Regions from separate parts of the Capra hircus genome. Here region 2 is linked to region 1. A link is a contact called in public Hi-C data. All regions are on one chromosome and are shown on one strand. Each heading gives the region's core, a stretch centred on a gene start, on an enhancer-like site or on the middle of the called end of the contact. The rest is flanking DNA. Distances are from core to core; before and after follow the strand shown.

Region 1 (5,285 bases), core at 972-3,471:
CCTATTTTAGTTTTACAACTTGTATTTTAGCTTCAGATATTCAGAAATTTACCTAATTTTGCTACTGTTAAGGCAGATATTAACTATTAGTATATAGAAATGTTTAGAATCATGAAATGTTCATGGAATCTTACAGCTGTTTGCAAAGTTTATGATGCTACATTTATTTCATAAAAAATATCTGTGGGCCTTGCTAAATAGCAATTTTCAGATAAAAGCAATTTCTAGCAAGTAGCAAATGCTGGTACCAGTGCTTATCTTTAAATCTCAATTTCAAGCTTCATGGTGCCAATTTTACGTTTTAGCTTTAGTGGAAAAAAATTGAATCCAAAAGGGCTTATACATTTGTGGCATTGGTGGGTTGATCCTTTATTATTACTGCTGATTTTTTAAAATCACCATACACTTATAAATTTTTTTAAGTTTTACAAAAATGTTAGGCAACTATATTAGTTCTAGTAATTATCATTACACGTGGTGTATTATAGTAGCCTTAGTCCATTGCAGTTGAGAAATTACAATATAGCCATATGAGAATTTAAATAATAATATCAAATAATATTGAATTTTATGTGTGATTTTAGTGCATTTTATGATAATATGTGAGAAAATTCAAACGAGGTAAAATGAAACTTAGTTTAGCCATTTCATGCCTCATGTGTCCCAGTTTCATCCAAATGCAAATATGATAATCCAGGGCACAGAGGTAGTATCCTGTAGAGGTGATTTGACAATACTGTGTTTATTACTCACCACCAAGATGAGTAAGCTGCAATCCTACTGATCTTTCCATAAGTATGTATTTTAATATTATGTACTAGGAGTTTTCATTTTCTAAAGAGACTAATTAAGTTTGCCTTACCTCATTTTTCTTCCTGTTGAATTTTTTTTATGTTAGTGTCTACTTGACATGATAGAACATGTCTAAATTAGTAATCTAATTTGAATAGCATAGTTATGTATACAGTCACAGCTTGTTTGAATAGAGGGCTTTTTGCATATTGTGTATGCTCTTTCTCTTAGCAGATTGAGGAATTATATGCTTAATGTTTCAGAATCCTAAACCTACTCATGTTTGCCAATAGACATGCAGAGATATAAATATTTTTACAAACATAACCTTAAAAGATATGCTTCCTTTTCAGATATTAGGAATTGACAGTTAAACTGTCTGCTATAGCCGTTTCTCATATGCGATAGACTGATAAATCCAGAAGGGGCTGAAACCAACGATGTCATTAGTAGGGCCTAAATTGTTAGTGTTGAGGTTAGGAGTGTATTTCTCTGTTTTCCTAAATAAAAAATAATGATGCTTTGCAGTAAAGTATTATGAATCTTGATAACAAAACACAGTCAAGTAATATAATTTTTTCTTTGCTGTACTTTATTATAATCATTTTGCCCAAAATACACATCTTAAGCATCTAACATCAGCATGAAATTCCCAATATCTCCAAAGTAAGAGTCGAAACTGAAATGTTCAGGGACTCATTTAAAGCATACAATATGGATAACAGCTTTTCAGATTTTATGCCAGGGTGTATGGAAGAGGATTGCTAAGCACTGGTGGTTGAGAAAAGACAAAATGCCAAAGGATCAGACTTGCACTTAATGGTTTTTGCCACCACAGTTCTTAACCTTTCCAACTGGTTGAGTGGTTTACTAATAGCAGCTGGTCAGGACCTGCATTATTGTAGATCTTTTCTTTTAATAAATATTCAATAGCATTTTCAAAATTGTTCCCCTAGCTACAGTTCATAATAAACAGCCCAGTGCTGGCAAAGAGCATGCTGCTTTTATACTGTTTTACAGCCATAGGCCATTTGACATTTGGACCCTTCTCATAGGGATTTTTCCAGCTCCACGTATCCTGAAAACTGTCAGCCTTGGATCAGAACAAGCCTTTTGCATCTTCACACTTACAAGGAAATTAAAAAGAACTTCTTTTCTTCTCCCCATAAAATGCCAAGGCCCATGGTCAGAGAATTATCATTTGCTAGTCATATGCTTTTTCTTTTTGATGTTCTCACTGGCTTTAGGAAGTAATAACATGAAAAGCACTGCTGAAATGTGAACACAACAGTTTGATTTGATCTTCATTATACTCTTTCTGTTTAAAGCTGTGGTTCTCAGGGAAGAGTGACTTTGCCACCCAGAGGACATTTCGGTTGTCATAGCTGTTGGGCGAGGGTGGGGGTCGGTGGGGCGGGGAGGGGTATGCAAGGGCTACTGCTGGCATCTAATAAACGAGTAGAAGCCAGGGATGCTGTTATACATCCCACAGTGCACCAAACAGCCCTCCTCCACAGGGAAGAATTACCGGGGCCAATATGTCAACAGTGCTGTGCTTGGGAAACCCTGGTCTACAAAGTAGGGAATGTCTTTCTAATTTGCTTTATATTGTTCAAGCAAATGGAAGTGTGTTCAGTGGTTCTGATGAAGAGATCCTTCCAGTCAATAAACTCATATATTGAACACCTGCTAGGTCCTGAAAATGTGGGGAAGACCATGACATCATCCTCAGGAGTTTCCGCCATCTTTGCAGGATGAGTGGTAAACAAAATACTATTGTTTGATGTGATGTATGCTGTAATTAGCGAGGCACACATGGCATGTTAAACTCGAAATAATTTCAATTTCATTTGCTAAATGTGGGGAAATATCTAGAAGAACTCATCTCTGCTGTCTGGATGTTAAATTAGTCATTTGGGAGCAAAATTTCTCCTTTTCCCTTAACGATCAGGAATGTATCTCATTTACTGCATCCTTCTTCCCCTGTTTGCACTGGTGTTAATTTGAAACATCAGGACAAAAGAAGAGGTGTTGACATAAACAGTATTACTCCCAACATTTAGGATTAGTTTTTCCACATCTTCATTGAGGTATAATTTACATGACATAAAACTCTCCCATGTTAAGTGTACAATTCATAGATTTGTAGAAAACTGATAGAGTTATGGGACATCCATCACAGTTTAGTTTTAGGGCTTTTCCATCACCCCAGAAAGATCCCTTGTGCCCCTTTGTGTTCATTCTGCATTCTCACTGCCAGTCCCAGGCAAGAGCTAATCTTTATGTCTTTTTTCTCTTCTCTGTCTCACTTTCTGTCTCCATTTGCTAAAAGGCATATCTATGGACATTTTATTTGGAATGTTAATTTTTGAAATTTATTTAATTAATGATACTTTTGGTTGCACCAGGTCTTTGTTACGGCATACAGGCTTCAGTAGTCGTAGCACACAGGCTTAATTGCTCCACGGCTTTTGGGATCTTCCTGGACCAGGGATCAAACCCATGTCCCCTGCATTGGCAGGTGGATTCCTATCCACTGCACCACCAGGGATGCCCCGGAATATTAATTTTTTCATAAAATTTTCAAAGAATTAAACATTTTTACAAAAATTAACACAGTTTGATAGCTTCTTTTTGAAAATCAGCATTATGTTTTTCATACTACCTGCATAGTACACCTGCTATGGCCCAGACTGGGGATGCTCAGTGTCAGAACTCCCAGACTTAGACAGTGAAAAAGGTGACAGAGGAAAAGATGAGCGCATGTGTTTAAGGCAGCATATCTGAAATCATACATGGTATGCCTGTTTCTTAGCTTTGTCCTGTTTAGTTCCCTGTAAATGTGTCCACTAAAATAATATTGTAGAAATCATTGAAAAGCTGAGGTCTGGTAAACACCTGCATGATGTGGGAAAATAATACAAGGCTTAAATCTGGAGAACTCACCTGTCTGGGGAGTTGTATGCAGGTCAGCAGTTCTTTAGCCTGACACTCTGGGGCCAAATGTCTTTTAGAATCCATCCAGCTTTCAGAAAGGGAATGCAGTTTGCATCCTATAGGTTAGGTAATACTCCCGTGGCATACGGGAGACACAACCATTTCTACAGCAAAGTAGATGAATATTCTCATTTAGTTGGACAGAAAAAGACTTGTCAGCTCAGGTCAGGGTTTGGAACAAATTCATTTAGTAGCAAAATAACAAAGACACTCTGTTTTCACAAAATTTTGCATTTTAAAATTGTGGCTAAAGGTTTGTGAACCTGTCCAGGATATTACACTCAAAAATAATTGTCCCATCCTCCTTCAGCCCCGCCCCCAACATCTCCTCTGCCACATACATGCTTCATACAGCTTAGCCATGGGTATACTTGTCTTTCTTTCACATCATTAACTTCCCATCAGACTTGACAAAATGCCAGATTAGCTGTTCAGTTTCAGTGGATGAGGGCCAGGTATGGATGTGTTATGGCCAGCCAGACCCACATTCTCTTATGTCTGTGGTTTCACCTCCCTGCTTTAGGCCTGGATTGTAGCCATGTTCATCTAGCCCAGCCCCTCCTCCACCAGGTCCAGGGTCCCAGATGATGAAGATAGCTTTTAAGGGTCAGAAAAGATGGCCTTGAAGAAAATCCAAATGTAACAATGGTAGACATCACTGCAGCAACCCCAGACTCATGCTTGGTAACCATCACACCTGTCACAAAATCGTGGGCTGTGAGACTGAACGCCTAAAGGAGAAGAGAAAAGCCCAGGTAGGGAATCCACTGGAGTCAGTTCTCTTGAAGATATTTAGAATCTAATAAAGGAAGACAGAAAGAAAACGACATAAGGGTCTTTACTGGGATCACAACTTAGAAGGAGGATACCCATTAAAGCAAGATATTTCAGACTTGTTCCAGAATGCTTAAAATCCTGCATAATCATCTTATGTATTTGCCTAATGGCATTTAGCAAACCTTGTTAGTCTTTTAATCATAAATTTCACATCTCTGTTAATTTCCAGATTCCAGTTGTGAAATTGTAACTGAGATGGCAGTGGGTTTTAGCTGGCCTTCACCTGTAGAATGAGCTGTAGAATGAGCATTGAGTATTTTGATCAACATGTACATTTGCTTTTGTGGCATGTGAGCAAGCATGCCCTTCCAGCGGTGTTACTTAAACAGAATTGTACTCTAGACTGTGGGACCCATTTACAAACAAGGGAACTCCATTTCTGCAAATGAGAAAAAAAAGAGGGTATAGACTTGCATTAGCGAAAAACTGCACGTTTATAGGGACATCCAAGAATTTTGCTTTTCTAAGGCTCAAAACATCATCAAGGCAGTACTAAGTTCTTAAAGAGCAACGTGAGCCAAAGTTAGTGGGCACTTGCATACATGCTGTAATTTGCTGCCTCTTTCTTTCTTTCTTTCTTTTTTTATAGTTCTTAATTGCTTCAAGGGTGACACCAAAATTTCTGTCTAAAGGGGAACCATCCATGTGTACAGGTATTG
Region 2 (6,063 bases), core at 2,730-5,229, 110 kb after region 1:
TATAAATATCCAGACCAAATCTCTACTTAATTAAATCAATTTCTGGGCTTAGACCTGGGCATTAGGATGTTGTAAAAGGTATCCCAAGTGATTCTAATGTATAGCCAGGGTTGAATATTCTAATTTATAAGAATTTAAGAATTCTCTGTAGCCTTTAGGATAAAGTTAGTTTGATTTTAATCATCTTAGTCTGCATCTCATATATCATCTGAATATGCTTTTCATTATTCTCTTAGAGTAGAGATCAGAACTTATGATCCCAAAGATTAATTTAGTGAGAAGATCTTCCTTCTTTCCTTTCTTCCTTCCTTCTTTCATCCTTTGCTTTTTGAAAATGCATCTGGACATTGAAAGTTTTTTAAATCATTAAAGGAATAGTACATGGCAATTAAATTTAAAGCTTCATATATACAATATTTAGAAATTAAGATCCGCTTCTAAGAAATATTGAAGTTATTGTAATAAAAACACTTCTATAAGACTTTAAAATGTGTGAAATAAAAAACTTGTAATTGGGGTTGGTGGTAAAGAAAGGAAAGAAAGAGCTAGACTAAGGTAATTGCTATAATTGAAGGATAATTACAGCATTTAGCTTCCAGCCAGAGAAAAGGAAATATGATTTTTATATGTATATTAGTTTTTATAAGAAAAAGAAAGCTAACTTACCAGGATTTAAAAAAAAAAAAAACCTTCTAAGCACTGAAATCTCTGAGTTTATCACACAAAGCTTTATACACTACACAATAGAACAATATAATTCATAGTTTTACAGAAAAATACAGATAAATCATGACAGTTCCCTCTGTTAATATTTGATAATAGACACCTTTTATGATGTTAATTAGTCAATGGGTTCAGCTGCTTTCCAATCTACCCGCTAGCCCATGACAGTGGACAATGTCAGCCGCAAGATAGAGGATATTTGTCTTCCAGTTTGCATTGGCAAGAAGGTAGCCTTCAGTTCATCTAAAAGCCATATCCAATGACAAATTAGGGGAAAAGGCATCCAATTAGAACTTGGATAATAATGTGAAAGACTGGAATTTTATTGTTTAGCCTATCCCCGCCCTGCTTGATCTTACGGTGGTAGCTACTATGACACAGTCAGGGGGAGCTGTACTAGTTGGGGACTGCGCTGGAAGCATACACCTTGGTATCTTGGATCCTGGCTACAGAATCAGAGACTTGTGGTAGTGAGTGTCGCAGAACATCCAAAATTGTTCTTTTTTTTTTTCTGGTTTTTTTTTTTTTTAATTGGACTATAGTTGATAAACAATGTGTTAGTTTCAGGTGTACAGCAGAATGATTCAGTTATACATATATTCATTCTTTTCCAGATCCTTACTATTTTGTAATAATCTATATGGGTAAAGAATCTGATTTCTTTCTGCTTTTTTTACTTCCTTCTGTTTTTAAGGCTGAATAATTTTCCACTGTATACATATACAGATTTTCTTTATGAATTCATCCTGTGATGAGCTTCAGGTTCCTATTTCAAAATACATTACAAAGCAAACATAATTAAAACTGCATGGTACTGACATAAAACAGGCATATATACCAATGAAACACAGTAGAAATCCCCGAAATTAACCTGCACATATACAGTTAATTGATTTCCAACAAGTCTGCCAATACTGCACAGTAGGAAAAGGATAGTCTCTTCAACAAATAGTGCTGGGGGAAAATGGATATCCACATGCAAAAAAATAAAATTGCACCCTTATCTTACACCATACCCACACATCCACTCAAAATGGATTGAAATCTTTAGCGTGTAAGACCTGACACTAAATCTATCAGAAGTCATGTCACTGGTCTAGGAAATGATCTGTTGAATATGACACCAAAAGCAGAGCAACAAAAGTAAAAATAGACAAGTGAAATTACATCAAACTCAAAAAAATCTTCTGCATGACAAAGAAAACGAGCCACAGGGTGAAAAGGCAACCTGTGGAAAGGGAGGAAATATTTACCAACTTTATATCTGGAAAGGAGCTCCAGAATACATTATATTCCATAGTATATTATATTACTTCATATTGCACTATATTATATTCCAGAGTATATCAGGAACTCCTATAACTCAGTAGTAAAAGAGCTCAATTAAAAAATGGACTAAATGCCTGAACAGAAATTTCTCCAACAAAGACATAGAGATGCCCACAGGTATATGAGAGTGCTTGACATCACTAGTCATGAAAGAAATGCAAACCAAGACCATAATTAGATATACACACATATATGTATATATTAATAAATATTAATATATTCTACATATGATTATCATATATATCACACATATGATTATTCTCAGTCATGTTCTCAGTAAGATGAAGCACAATGTGTCAGTGGCTGCCAGTGGACCAGGTGTCACTAAAATTTGCTTGTTCCTAATGTAATATGAGGAACATGACAATGTATTAAAAAACTGGATGAATTAGGATTTCAGAGAGTTTGGAGAAAAGCTTAAGAAAAATAATGTAAAAAAGACTCTCTTAAATTTAAAGTATAATAATGTACTGTTTTATAATTAGTGTTGAGAAATCACATAACCATTAGAAATAACTGTTTACCAAAAGAACTGGAATGAAGCCACTTGGCTTAGATTTTTTTAATTTAATGAACTAAAATGATAAATGCTAACTTATTTTCCCAATAGCAATAAATAGGTGTGACTACTTCGATTTTTCTAAATGAGTTTTCCTCTTGTCCAGAAAACACACCTTATTGTTCCATTTTCTAAGTATATTTTCTATTTTTCTTGACGTTTTCCTATAGTAGAAGCATGAGAAATAAACAGTGGCTTTCTCAGGATCAAAGTCCACTGTTCTATTTCCACAGTCCGCATCTACAGAGGTGCTATTATGGCTACGCAGTGCACACTCCACATCTCTGGGGAGACATCTCCAGAGGTCTGTGCTGTTAGTACAATCAGAGCTGCTCACAGTCTCAGTGGTGGAGAAGAGTAAATGCAAATTTTCGACTCCAGGTGCGACGTTTCTTTGAGTTCCCACATTCCATTTTTTAAGTTCTGAATAGTTTTACCTGGGCTTCCCAGGTGGCAGTAGTGGTGAAGAACCTGCCTGCTAATGCAGAAGACATGAGAGACATGGGTTTGATTCCTGGGTCGGGAAGATGCCCCAGAGGAGGGCATGGCAACCCATTCCAGTATTACCTGGAGAAACCCTGTGGACAGAGGAGCTTGGTGGACTGCAGTCCATAGGGTCGCAAAGAGTTGGACACAACTGAAGCGACTTATCATGCACGCATACTCCATAAATATCGTGTTTCTTTTATTAACAAATAACAGTTAAAATTGAGTAACTTGGTCAGTTAGGTAGAGGTGGCTGGGACCTTTTCCTGAATTTACCACAGTGTGTAAGGTGTACCTCTCCCAATCTTCCATTTCACCTTAGGCCACTCCTCTGCTTCTCAATTTTATGCCTTTGAAATGTTCCTTCCCCAAAAAGGGTAAAAACATAGGACAGAGCAGTGGGGTGAGGTCAAAGCCATACCCTGATATTAGCTCTCATTTTATTGCTCTCTAATTTCAAGAAGAAAAAAAAAATGAAAATTGAGGCAGAGTGACACATTGACACCATGACATACAAAATTCTTTGAACTAGCAGGAAAAACAACTCTCTTTTAAATATCAGTGTTATAAATCCATATTCTAGGTCTCTCCAAAAAGTTTATATTTTATTGGCATCTAATGTAAATTTCAAATGTAACCCTTCCACTTGGAGACCACTGTGACATTTAAAATGTCAAAGTACAAATTATAAAAGACTTATCCTAAACACAGCCTTAACCCATGACTTCATTTCATTCATGATTTACAAACAGGAAAAAAAAGAGGGGGGAATCTTAAGGGAGAAGATGTGATTTTCATTAGCTATGAAGATTTTCAAAATTGCATTAGTCTCAGTTCATTAGGTCTTATAATCACATTAGCTACGTGGCATTGTAAGGAGGAAAATGCCCTGCACAGGGCTCCCAGTGGATTGCAGAATTCCACTACCCCTGCCCGCTGGGACTCCAACACAGGAATAGATTTTTCCTTTCCTAGGATGAGCCAATGAAAACGATACAGCTTGTAGAAGCCATATTCATACAGATGTTCCTCTCACTCTTTCCTAATTCCATCTACAGTGATTCCCCTGGCCAAATGCTATGTTCAGTTCAGTTCAGTTCAGTCACTCAGTCGTGTCTGACTCTTTGCAACCCCATGAATCGCAGCATGCCAGGCCTCCCTGTCCATCACCAGCTCCCAGAATTCACTCAGGCTCATGTCCATCGAGTCGGTGATGCCATCCAGCCGTCTCATCTTCTGTCTTCCCCTTCTCCTCCTGCCCCCAATCCCTCCCAGCATCAGGGTCTTTTCCAATGTTATGTTAGTTTTGAGTAATTCTGAATGTCTAAAGACTTGAAAAGTAACTCCCACCTCACTGGGATTCCCTTCGGGCTTGTAACAAATTCTGAGCCCAGGGTTTTCAGTGAACTGCTTACTTCAGGATCACTTAGGACACACGTTAAAAATACAAATTCTTGGGCCTTGAATAATAAAGTGAAGTTGCTCAGTCGTGTTCGACTCTTTGCAACCCCATGGACTGTAGCCTACCAGGCTTCTCTGTCTATGCGATTTTTCAGGCAAGAGTATTGGAATGGGTTGCCATTTCCTTCTCCAGGGGATCTTCCCAACCCAGGGATCAAACCCAGGTCTCCTGCATTGTAGGCAGACACTTTACCCTCTGAGCCACCAGGGAAGCCCCTGGGCCTTGAATATCTGCCAGAATATCTGAGGGTCAGGCCCGGGCATCAGCAGTGTAACACGTGTCCCAGGTGTTGTGAGCGGGACCGAGGAGTCCTGGGGGGGAATCTGTACAATGGTTGATGCTCTCACGTGGCCTGAGAAGGAAGCCACGTGAGACCAGTGGGGCTGATAGATGGAGGCCTGGAGGCCACGCCCTCTGATACCAGTCAAGGCTAGTTGTTCAGTAGGGCCCTAGTCAGAACACTCAGCCATCAAAGTTGAGAAAACATTCTCGTGCTCACGAGTGAGATATACTTGTCATGTCTCTACTCAGGACCCTGCAGTTTACCCCGCATTGCCTTTTATTTTGAAACAAGATTTTTCAATTGAAATATAGTCAATATGCAATATTGTATTAGTTTCAGATGTACAGCAAAGTGATTCAGCTATATGTGGGTTTTTTTCAGATTGTTTTCTACTTCTCTGTGCCATGCAGTAAATCTTTGTTGCTAATCTATTTTACACTTAGCGGTATATCTTTGTTAATCCCAAGCTCCTAATTTATCCCCCCTCAACCCCTGCTTTCCATGTTGGTAACTGTAAGTTTGTTTTCTCTGTGAGTCTGATTCTACTCTGTATACAGGTTCGTTTGTATTATTTTTTAGATTCCACATGTAAGCGATAGCATGTATTTGTCCTTCTCTGAGTTAATTCACTTAGCCTGATGATAATACCTAGGTCCATCCATGTTGCCACAAATGGCATTATTTCATTCTTGTTTGCAGCTGAGTAATAGTCCGTTGTGTGTGGATGTGTGTGTTGTGTGTGACATCTTAAATCTTCTTACCGCATTTTCTGAAATACTCCATGTTGCCTGTTGTATCTGGTTCGAAGTGTGTTTGGCTGTCATGATATTAACAGCCTTTTTAATGAACAGGGACCTCGTCCAAAGAACGTGACAGTTTCCATGTTTAGTCACTTTGTAAGAACAGGATCTCCACAGGGGTTTCTATTCTCGTACAGTCACCTCCCCTACCTCCATCAACAGAGTGGTATCTTCCCAAAGTTGAGCAAAGGAGGAGAAGAAAATAGATGTACTGAAGTATCGTGTACATACAGACATCATTCTTAAACTCCCAAAGTAACCCATGGAGTAAGGTCAGCTGTAGACAGAGTGGTAAACCCGAAGAGAATTCCAGAAAAGCGCGGAGTCTGTTCGCCTTGCCCCCTCCACACACAGCGCCTTCAGCCCTCTCACCTTCTTCCTCCCTCCCTTCTCCTCCCCAGGTGACTTGCTCCGCTCCATC

What was found. Hi-C and Micro-C count contacts between places; a contact is called where the count stands out from the background.
Region 2: a contact with region 1 is called in a Hi-C map of blood, with 4 times the contacts expected there. The contact joins two enhancer-like sites. A contact is called at or near these places in 2 of 5 Hi-C or Micro-C datasets (both in blood).

The regions. Positions count from the first base shown.
Region 1 is chr14:37,732,915-37,738,199 of ARS1.2, forward strand. The region is part of intron 1 of PAG1 (phosphoprotein associated with glycosphingolipid-enriched microdomains 1); the gene reads left to right. Among named protein-coding and RNA genes, the nearest start is that of PAG1, 13 kb to the left of the region's middle. Within about 2 kb of position 2,222, at least 1 of the 5 cell types and tissues checked has an H3K27ac peak or open chromatin away from gene starts, as enhancers often do.
Region 2 is chr14:37,840,257-37,846,319 of ARS1.2, forward strand. All of the region lies in intron 3 of PAG1 (phosphoprotein associated with glycosphingolipid-enriched microdomains 1), which reads left to right. Among named protein-coding and RNA genes, the nearest start is that of PAG1, 120 kb to the left of the region's middle. Within about 2 kb of position 3,980, at least 1 of the 5 cell types and tissues checked has an H3K27ac peak or open chromatin away from gene starts, as enhancers often do.